2 separate regions of the Zea mays genome follow, and region 1 is linked to region 2. The links are chromatin contacts, called in public Hi-C maps. All regions are on one chromosome and are shown on one strand. Each heading gives the region's core, a stretch centred on a gene start, on an enhancer-like site or on the middle of the called end of the contact. The rest is flanking DNA. Distances are from core to core; before and after follow the strand shown.

Region 1 (5,031 bases), core at 1,319-3,818, 450 kb before region 2:
GACTCTGTCCCCGCACTTGCCGTGGTTGCCCACGATTCCCGCGCCGCGCACCGGCTATTGAGTCCGTCCGAGGAGAGCGGCGAAGGAAGAGGAGATGCCCGACGACGTGGCCCCACCGGCAGTGAAAGGGGGCGCGTGTTCAGCTGAGACGGACACTGGGGATTGGGCCCGAGCGCCGCAACAACCCCCCGCGATTCGTGTCGGTATCCCGAGCTCCGCGGAGACGAATGCCCATGGGGAAGATGACGACCGCGACACTGACCCGATGGCCCCACCCACAGAGACCAGCGGGAGCGGCGTCCAATTTTGGGCCGATGCGCGTGGCGGCCAACTGACCAATGGGTCCCTGTAGTCAGCGAAGAACCAAGCGTGCGCGCGATAAGCGGCTGCCAGCGGGCCCCGCACGTCAGCCGGACACGCGCGTGGTGGAAGGGGAAACGGGCTGCGCGGAGGTTAATGGTCAGATGGGCCGCGCCAGGAGGTTGGGGATGGGTTGCGAGGGAGTTGGGCCCAAAACAAGGTTTTCCTAATTTCCTTCTCTTTTCTTTTTCTTTTTATTTCCCCTTTTGTTTTCTCTTTTTCATTTCTAATTCTAGTATTTGAATTCAAATTTATTTTGCAGCATAACTTGTTCTCAAATTAAGTACTCATCTTGAACATACTAGTGTGGAATTTATTTTGTATTTTATAGTATTTCCTCTTTCCTTCTCTATTTGAAACCCTTAATTCTCAATTTAGGATTCAACTTCATCTCAAGTCATTGTTTTATTTCTACTAGGATTATTATTATTATTATTTTATTGCACAAGCAAACAAAAACTCCAAAGGATGCACAAGTTATTTGAGTGTCTTTTGTTAACTATTTATTCTTGTTAAGCAAAGTGTTCTCATGTGATGGTAAATAAATATAACACCCACTTAAAAATAAGAAAATAACCTTTCTCTTTTTTGTATTATTTTTTTACAAATTGGGTATCACAAGTTGATGTCCTCATCACTTCTATTCGTAGCAATACATACAAATAGACAGAGAGTACATAAAAATAACATTACACCAAATATGAGAACAAACAACGTAAGAAAATTCTACACCTTGCTACTAGATCGTAGGTTCAAGAACGACTAAAATCAGAGTTATGATTTAGAAAATATAGTTTTTCTAAAGTTTTAGGTGATTAAATGGTAATAATATCTTCTATGTAATAAATCATGTGAGTTTAAACATGTTACAAAGAAATAACTATTTCAACCTTAATCTAAATCATAACTTGATTTAATATCATACTTTATTTAGTTTATAATTATGGATAGATTACCTTTGATTAGAAAGGTTAATTTACTATACAAGTAAATAATTATCTAATTATAAAGTTATGTGATATAACAAAATAATGTATGCTATTGTGTAGATGATTTTATTACGAACCTATCGCAATTGGAACGGATTAAATCAGAGTTAAAATAGAGAAGATACGAACTTCCTAAGATTTTATACTTATTTTTACACTTCCTATTTTCCAAATTTATTTTGGGTATTTTAAGATTCCCCGGACTACGGCCATTATTTTGTATAAGCTTGGGGTGAAAATCGTAAAATTTGGGACCTATATGTAATGGATTTCCTACTGGAGTGGATGGCGGGTTGAATCATAGAAACCACAGGGTCTATTTAGCAACAGAAGCACGACGAAGGGGTACGCAGATTCGCAGTTGTCCGATCTAACTCTAATGGTCTAGATTAGATCGAGACATATCTGAACCGGTGAACAACACTGGTCATTTGATTTCGGATCTACGATCAAAAGACCATCCACGCCACGAGCTAAACCTGATTCGATTCTTTGCCGATCTGTGGCTCAGATTTAAAAACGCGAAAGGGTACACATGTGTCCTAATCCACGCCGTCCAAACCTAGATGAACGGCCATCATCTTTCTTCCTCCTCTGAACCCAACACGGCGGCGCCGCCCAGCGATTACGATAGTTCCCCACTGGAGACGCGCTACTCGAGGCTCTGGGACTCAAAACCCCACGTCAATCGGTGCTATACGGGGCGGAAACTACTACAAATCTATGGGATAAGACCTCACCTGGCTTTGCGGTGCAGACTCCACTACCCACGATGGACAATGGCTCCGCGGCCCTCATGAACTTCGGTGAGAAATTCGTTGACCCAGGGCGCCCAGCCCACACCCCAGTGGTGCTATTACTTGAGGCGAACACAGGAGACCACATTTGATTGCTTCCCGAGGGCTAAGCGACACCACAAGTCAACATCACTGGCCACGGTTCAACTTTATCACGGTAATGGTGGTCTGGCTCTCGAACCCTATTTTCATGGTGGTGGCGATATTCGACGGGATCCCACGGTAACTTGTTGGATGGACAACGGGTATAGGTGCACGGTATTTATACCTAAGCAAGGAAGATTACATGGCTCGGGGATCCCGGTTGCGACTGGTTCAGCGAAGTCCATTGGAGTTTGTTACAACACCCAGCTTGGGGAGGACGACAGCTGGCATCCTGGTCCCACGGGTCGGTGACGAGACGAGCTAGTGCGAGGGGGTGACGTTCGGGCCAGAGTGACAGCGGCCCAATGCCCCGCGCGTGCAATAGGGTGAGCGGGCTCCCAACGGGCCCCGCATGCCGGCACCAAGGGCGAGGCGCAGACGCAAGCTGGCCTGAACCGAGCGATCAGGCCGAATAGGCCAGTTTCTAGTATCTCTTTTTTTGTTTTCTGTTTTCATTGTTCTATGTAGATTCTAGGTTAAATTTCAATTTCAAATATAAGTTAATCTCTCAAAATACACCAAAAAATAACTCCAGTATGGATGCATTACTATATATTTTATATACATATTTATTTATTATCCTATTTTTGCAAATGCTTCTAGCTATGTAGTTCGCACAAAGATAGTTTATTTTAGAGAAATAATTTTCTATTGTATAGTTTCTATTAAGGTATGATTTAACTTAAATTTCTTTAAGGAGTACCTATCAATGTATAGGTCACAAAGAGATAACTTCATTCACTTAGTGATCTTTTCATTTGTTCTTTTATTAGAAAAGATATTAATTTTGAGAGAAGTGACTTGAAAGTGAGAAAATCCTTATTAAGAGGTATTTTAGTTCAAATCCTTTCAGAGAGTTGTACTAGATTACAACTATAGGGTTTTGAGGTGTTACAATATAGTAACTGTCGAGTCTAGAACATAGAATTTGTTTTTAATTATACATAAAAGGAAATATAAGCTGAATATACAATAGTATTAGAGTTTCAACATCACATGTGGATAAGAAACTGCAACAAACAAGATCAAAAGTTCAAAGCTAAATTATAGATTTGTTACGGTACCTATAGTAGTGCAAGAAGAGCTAAACTAAAGGCATGTTCGTTTTAAATACAATTCAGATGGATTGGAGGGAATTGAGAAAGATTTGATCTCTTAAAAGTTAATATCCTTCTTAATACCTAATGATCCACTCCAGTCCACTTATATTAGAATCAAACGATATGGATTAAAACCCGTAGAGTTGTGGTGCAAATGGTGAAAGCACACATAGACGCTAACAAACAGAGCCTGGATGATTTAGTAGGCTAAGTAGATGAGGTAAAGGGATACTAGAGTATTTTATGCTACGAGGTGTCTGATTGCTTTTCTAAAAACTATGTTTCTAAACTATGGTATTTTTTGAGTATTAGAAACTTCACTCCAATCCAAAGATTTAATGACATGCCTAGCTTTTGTCTAAATATCATGGTTTACAATGTTATATCTAAATAATGTTTCCTAAAACTATGATATTCATGGAGCTAGCAAAACTATAGCATCATCATGATAATTGCAAAGTATAGTATTATAAAACCATAGTTTCGAGAAACATTGTTGCCAAATAGATCTTGATTATGTATAATTTTGTTTATTTATAAGTTTCATAATTAGATTTAGTGGAGTGGAACGACGACGGATGGAGGGCCATGGTCATCAGACTCTAGGTCCACCGGTGCACGTCGAGGCATAAGGGTTTGTTTGGATGCGTCGTGATTGCAGGAGATTGAGGGGCGTATCCCCTTCAATCCTCATACATCTAAACAAGTCGGGGTGTTTGGATGCCTTCATTTTGAAGGAATTGAAGTTTACTCAATAAGGTAGGCTATTTAGTTTGGAATTTGACATTCCATTACTTTTCAAAGTTTAAATACAAGCCTATCTCAAATTTATAGAGCCTATCTCAAATTTATAGAGTGGAAGGTTGGAAATGATTTTATGTACCTCCAAGCTATGATTCTATTCTGTAATTTATAACATGCTTTTCATCTTGTTCCTCTGTAGTGAAAATATAGCATATAAATATGTCCCACATATGGGCAATGGTGGTACACAAATATAATCTGCATAAAACTATATTAACTTAATTGATCTATGTCTAAATAATTATTATGAGAATAAATTGAAATTCAATTCCAAGGATCCAAACGGAGCCTAAACGAGTAATTGATATAAAACTTTATAACTATGTGTTAGAAAAAAGATCGGAAGAGAATACATATAATTAATTTTAACTAGTTATACGTATTAAATGGACACATAATTTTTTTAATATTCTAGGACATGCTAGAGCATTGGTTAACGTCTATGATTAGAGATTAGTATAATGCTAATAAGTTATGAAGTGCAGTACATGCATGCTCTTTAAACAACAGTCTGCGACCTAGTTGCTTCAGAGAGATCATAATGGAACAAATGAATTTGCCAAGTAAAATTAATGATGATTACCTACTGTCGATAACCGTACGTGGTGATGATATGATTTGGTTTTCTAGTCGCAGTCGGGGAAAAGACGACTTTACAGGCAAATATATTCAATAGTAAATAAGATACTGAACTGTCATCTGATGGTTAGCGGAGGATCGTCGGATCGATGCTGTCCACCTCGGAGTTGTGTTCCCGGCCGGCTTGAGATCAGGAGGAAATCTTGCGAACCCATGGGGTGTTCCTCGTCGGCATGGCACGGCGGCCACGCTTGTCTT
Region 2 (4,747 bases), core at 515-3,014:
GAGTATAATTACTATTTTCTATTGTTAAATTAGTTTGAAATTAACTAAAAATAATTATTATGTACATATTATTTTTTCTGCTGTGTCTCGCGAGCTAAACGAGCCAGCTTGAGCTCGTAAATGATCCGAGCCGAGTTGACTCTGTGGCTCGTTACCTTAACGAGTCGAGCCGAGCTGGCTCGTTAGCTTAACGAGCCGGCTCGAACTCGGACGAGCCGAGTCGACCTAGCTCGTTATCCACCCCTAACCACGACTAGCCATGCTCCTAGGTAGGCCTGGGCAAAAAGAACCGGAACCGAGGAACCGAACCGAAATAACCGAGAACCGGAACCGAACTAACCGAACCGAAGGAACCGTTATGAAATTCGGTTCTGGTTTTTTGAGAACCGAAATAAATGAGATATTTTCGGTTCTGCACTCCAAAGAACCGAAAGAACCGAAAAACCCAAAAGTATTAGATTCAATTTGTTACATGTGTTTGTAACTTCGGATGTTGTGTTATCGACTTATGTTGAACCTCTAATCATCCATGTATTATCTATGAAATTATAGTCATTGTGCACTTGTCGTTGTTTGTGGGGAGATGTTGCTGAAATTTCTCACAAAAGTTGTCGTTATTCATAATTTTAGAGTGGCTGTTAAAGTTCGGTTAGAACCGAGGAACCGAACCGAAGAACCGAGAACCGAACTAGTCGGTTCTGATTTCTTTATCTTGCTATTTCGGTTCTAGTTTTTGAAGAACCGAATTTCTACAAGAACCGAGGAACCGAACCGAACCGAACCGAAGAACCGAATGCCCAGTCCTACTCCTAGGAAACGAAACTTGATCTCGTTTCTGTGAACCAGAATAAAAGGCTAAATTTGCACACGAATAGCCTGGCTCCCGAGCAAGCCAGACGATGCAAACACACGAGCTACAGCCGGGAACGCAGTCACGCTGCTGGGTCATAGGCAAACACACCCAAGATGTTTTACAGAACGGAACTACTTAGCTAGCTTGCTTTTATACGTTATAAAAAGAGTAGAATTGAAAAATAAAAAAATTCTAGCACATATCCACTGGGGAGACCGTTTTGTCTAAACGACACATGTAGGGGGTGTTTGGTTTAAGGAATCACTACATCCAAATTGAGGTGGTGCATCATGTGGGATGACCTTATTCCTCATATTAGTACTAACTAATTAACTATGAGTAATGAGGTGGTGATGAATCAACTCATTCCATTCCACAAACCAAACAAAAATAGTGAGGAGTGAGAAGATGATGGACTAGCTCATTCCTTAAACCAAACACCCTAGTAATAAGCACATAACGAAGCATCTACGATGGACACGTAGAGACACAAAATAGTCCTGTCCATTCCTTTCAGGTGCCTTCTTACTATGAGGATGCCCAAAATCGATTGGAAAAAGGAGAGAGAGAAAGTCCGGAGACCGTTGGGATCAGAGGTTGGCGGCCTATTGTTGTGATCTAACCACAGGTCCTAATCACACAATAAATTAAGGCACCAGCACTCCTTGCAGTCGCAAGAAGACCACCCCACCTCTTCTTTCTCCTAGAAAACCCCTTGTATTGAGCCACCTTTTGCCTGTTACATCATGGTGGACATTGGAGGACGCATGATGCATGGGCACTTGGTATTGGCACCGATTCCCTATCCCCTGCTCCAACTAAAATCCACTCTCTCTGCTAGCCTGCCTCTAGCTCTATCTCTCTCTCTCTCTTTTCTCTTTTCTTTTCTTTTCTTTTCTTTTGTGGTTTTATCTCTTCTTTCATTCAGCTCACATACAAACTTAGATATTTTTATATTAAAAATAGTTGCGTATGAGAAACCAAAAGGCGGGAATGACTTGGCGGGGAGAAATACTGACCACTTAGAATTGGCTACTCCTATCACAAGCCACATGAGTCTGTGCCTAATTAAACGCCATTGCTCCTAATCCCCTTGCTTAAAGTAAGACAACGCAATCCTTCCTCACCCTCCTCTCTCTCTCTCTCTCTCTCTCTCTCTCTCTCGGCCTCCGTCTCGTTGCTTTCTCTCCGCCGCCTCCCCCACGCGCCCCCGCCCCTCCCCTCCGCTCTTTCTTTCTCCTACCGTCGTTAACTCTCCGTTACATCACCAGCCTCACGCCGTCACGTCAACTTCCGCCACAAAAAGCACCCGCCCCTGCCCAGCCCCAGCCATGTCCACCGCCGGCGACCCCGCCGTCGCAGCAGCAGCAGCTGCGGCAGCGGCCACCCCGTCAGGTCGCGCGCCGAGGCTGCCGCGGTGGACGCGGCAGGAGATACTGGTGCTCATCGAGGGCAAGCGCATGGTGGAGGGACGCGGCGGGCGCGGCGCGCGGGGCCGCGCGGCGGCGGCGGCGGCTTCTGGAGAGGCCTCGGCGGTGGCGGCGCTGGAGCCCAAGTGGGCCGCGGTGGCAGAGTATTGCCGGCGCCACGGCCTCGAGCGGGGCCCCGTGCAGTGCCGGAAGCGCTGGAGCAACCTCGCCGGAGACTACAAGAAGGTGAAGGAGTGGGAGCGTGCCGCTGCGGCGTCGCGCGAGCCGTCCTTCTGGGCTATGCGCAACGACGCGCGCAGGGAACGCCGCCTCCCGGGCTTCTTCGACCGCGAGGTGTACGACATACTCGAGGGCCGGGGCCGCGCGATCGTCGACGGCCGCTCCGCCCGGAATGCCGCGGCGGAGCAGCCGGCGCCGGTGCGCGTCGACGAGGACAAGGAGGCGGAGGTGCCGGAGGCCGTATTTGACAGTGGCCGCCCGGCTACGGAGGAGGCCTTGTTCTCGGAGGATGAGGAGGAGGAAGAAGAGGACGCACCGCCGGTGGCCCCACCTCCCCCTCCACCACCAGTCATCGCCGTGCCTGTATCTGGTGAGCTGCTCGTTGACTTCCGCTTCGCCTTTTTGCTGCCTCCCGGTGCTTGCACTGTCTGGGTTTCGGTGCTTCATTAATTTTTTGGTGCTATATTAGGGCATGTACAGTGGTGTTTAATGTGGAGGCTTTTAAGGTGTTTAAGGGGGTTATTTGCAAAAAAATCTTAGAGTCGTCTCTCCACGAAGAGACGCCTCTGGCTCGTAAACCAAGTAGCAACAGACGCCTCACTTCCCACTGTACGAATTTGTCGTCTGTTCTATCGATTTGATGCTATACAAATACATTTAATTCTGTATTTATTAATAGACTACGTTTGTAGACACTCCATTGTACAATACAGTCTCTTAGTTGTCTCCTGTGCTTAGAGAACCGTTTTGGTGTCTCTCCACTGTACATGCCCTTATACTATAAAATCAGAAAATTTTAATTGCGAATTCGTTTTGCCGCTGTTTATACTTGAGGTAAAAGGTTGGAGCCTTTCTGGTTCTTGACCATGCTTAAGTTGAGGTATTCATTCATAACTTGTAAGCACAAGTACTTCCTTCAAATCGGATGCTGTTGATTGGACGTCCTACTAAGTATCCTGTTATTAGATGTATGTTGTGTTCTTTATTTTGGTGCTTTAACGGGGTGGAAAATTTCAAGTTCTTGGTCCTCTTTATTTTTTTCTCTTGGAACATCCGCAATCAACTTTTTAAATGGAATAATTTAGCTGCTGTTCTGGTCCTGGATGATTCGGTCTGATTATCATTTTGGTGTGCTGGAATTTAAGTTTGAGATTGGAGCTTGAGTGACTCTCTGATTCATCTCTTATTCCCGACTGTGTTCATTTGATGTACTTTTTTCTTCTATTGTCGATCTCATTCGTAAGTCCACTGGTTTGTCTTGAGTAATTGCTTCAATTTTCCATTTCAGAGAAGCCCGAGGCATCAAGGCAACAACAGAGTGCTGAGCAAGGTACATGAACTTTTACTTCGTTTACTGTTCTCTAGTTTCCTTTATATTTTTTTAACTTGCAACTCCAGATCTTTTAGTATCGCCGACGAACTTTACTGTTCCATTGTGTTCATTAGCCTATTGTATGCATATCACTAATTTAGTGTTGTGTTAGTGATGAATATGGTATTTTCAGCAATTATAATTACAGCATGTGTCAGATGCACAACTTCTCATTATTGAAATTCACTTTGCACTTGAACTTTCAAATTTCAGCAAGGCTTCAGTTGAAGAGAACTATAGAATGTCTTTGTCGGTTTGCCTGCATAACTAGTGTGAACTGTATCATCAGCTATGAGCCATCCATTGTTATAACTTATAATAGACATTATTAAGTCGTGTTGCTAAGTGGTCGTGGGGTAGCCGAAACCAAACTGATACTGTGCTGGATTGCCAGCTTATACGAAAGTGTAAGCAACCACAAATGGCTCTCTTTGGTCGTTACCATGTCCATCAAACTTTTTCCACATTGGCAGTTTTGGATGAATCACGGTTATCAGTTTCTTTCTGTATGATACTGTTCCAAAGTTTAAATCTTCCAAGTGATCAGTTTTAGTTTAATAATTGATTATTACAGATAATGAAATGACTCAATTTTGATATAACTTATGTGAGATTGGCTTTAAGCTTTGTCATAGACTGTTGAGGAGTCTCATATTGTCATATTTCGGTCAATATATTTTTATTAGGTGGAACTAGTTACTGTATTTGCATCAACCCTTTATTGCTCACCTTTTTGTTAGGCCTCGTTTGGCAACCAGAAACGCTTCTGGTTCTTACGAGAATCAGTAGAATCACTAGAAATGTTTCTCGTTTCTATGCATAGAGAGCAAAAACACTAGATGCTGGTTTCACATAATTCTGATTCTTGTTCCT

What was found. A called contact is a pair of places that touch in the nucleus more often than the background predicts.
Region 1: a Hi-C map of ear shows a contact between it and region 2, with 4 times the contacts expected there. The contact joins the enhancer-like site here to the promoter of LOC100383806 in region 2. A contact is called at or near these places in 2 of 25 Hi-C or Micro-C datasets (ear and tassel).

What each region holds. Positions count from the first base shown.
Region 1 is chr4:99,675,103-99,680,133 of Zm-B73-REFERENCE-NAM-5.0, reverse strand. No RefSeq gene overlaps it. Among protein-coding and RNA genes, the nearest start is that of LOC100282648, 180 kb to the left of the region's middle. Within about 2 kb of position 2,568, at least 18 of the 20 cell types and tissues checked have an H3K27ac peak or open chromatin away from gene starts, as enhancers often do. A contact at or near this core is called in ear and tassel, where this site is marked.
Region 2 is chr4:99,226,604-99,231,350 of Zm-B73-REFERENCE-NAM-5.0, reverse strand. LOC100383806 reads left to right here and starts at 1,764. Exons shown (of 3, transcript NM_001176438.2): 1 at 1,764-2,872; 2 at 3,791-3,832. The coding sequence starts at 2,185.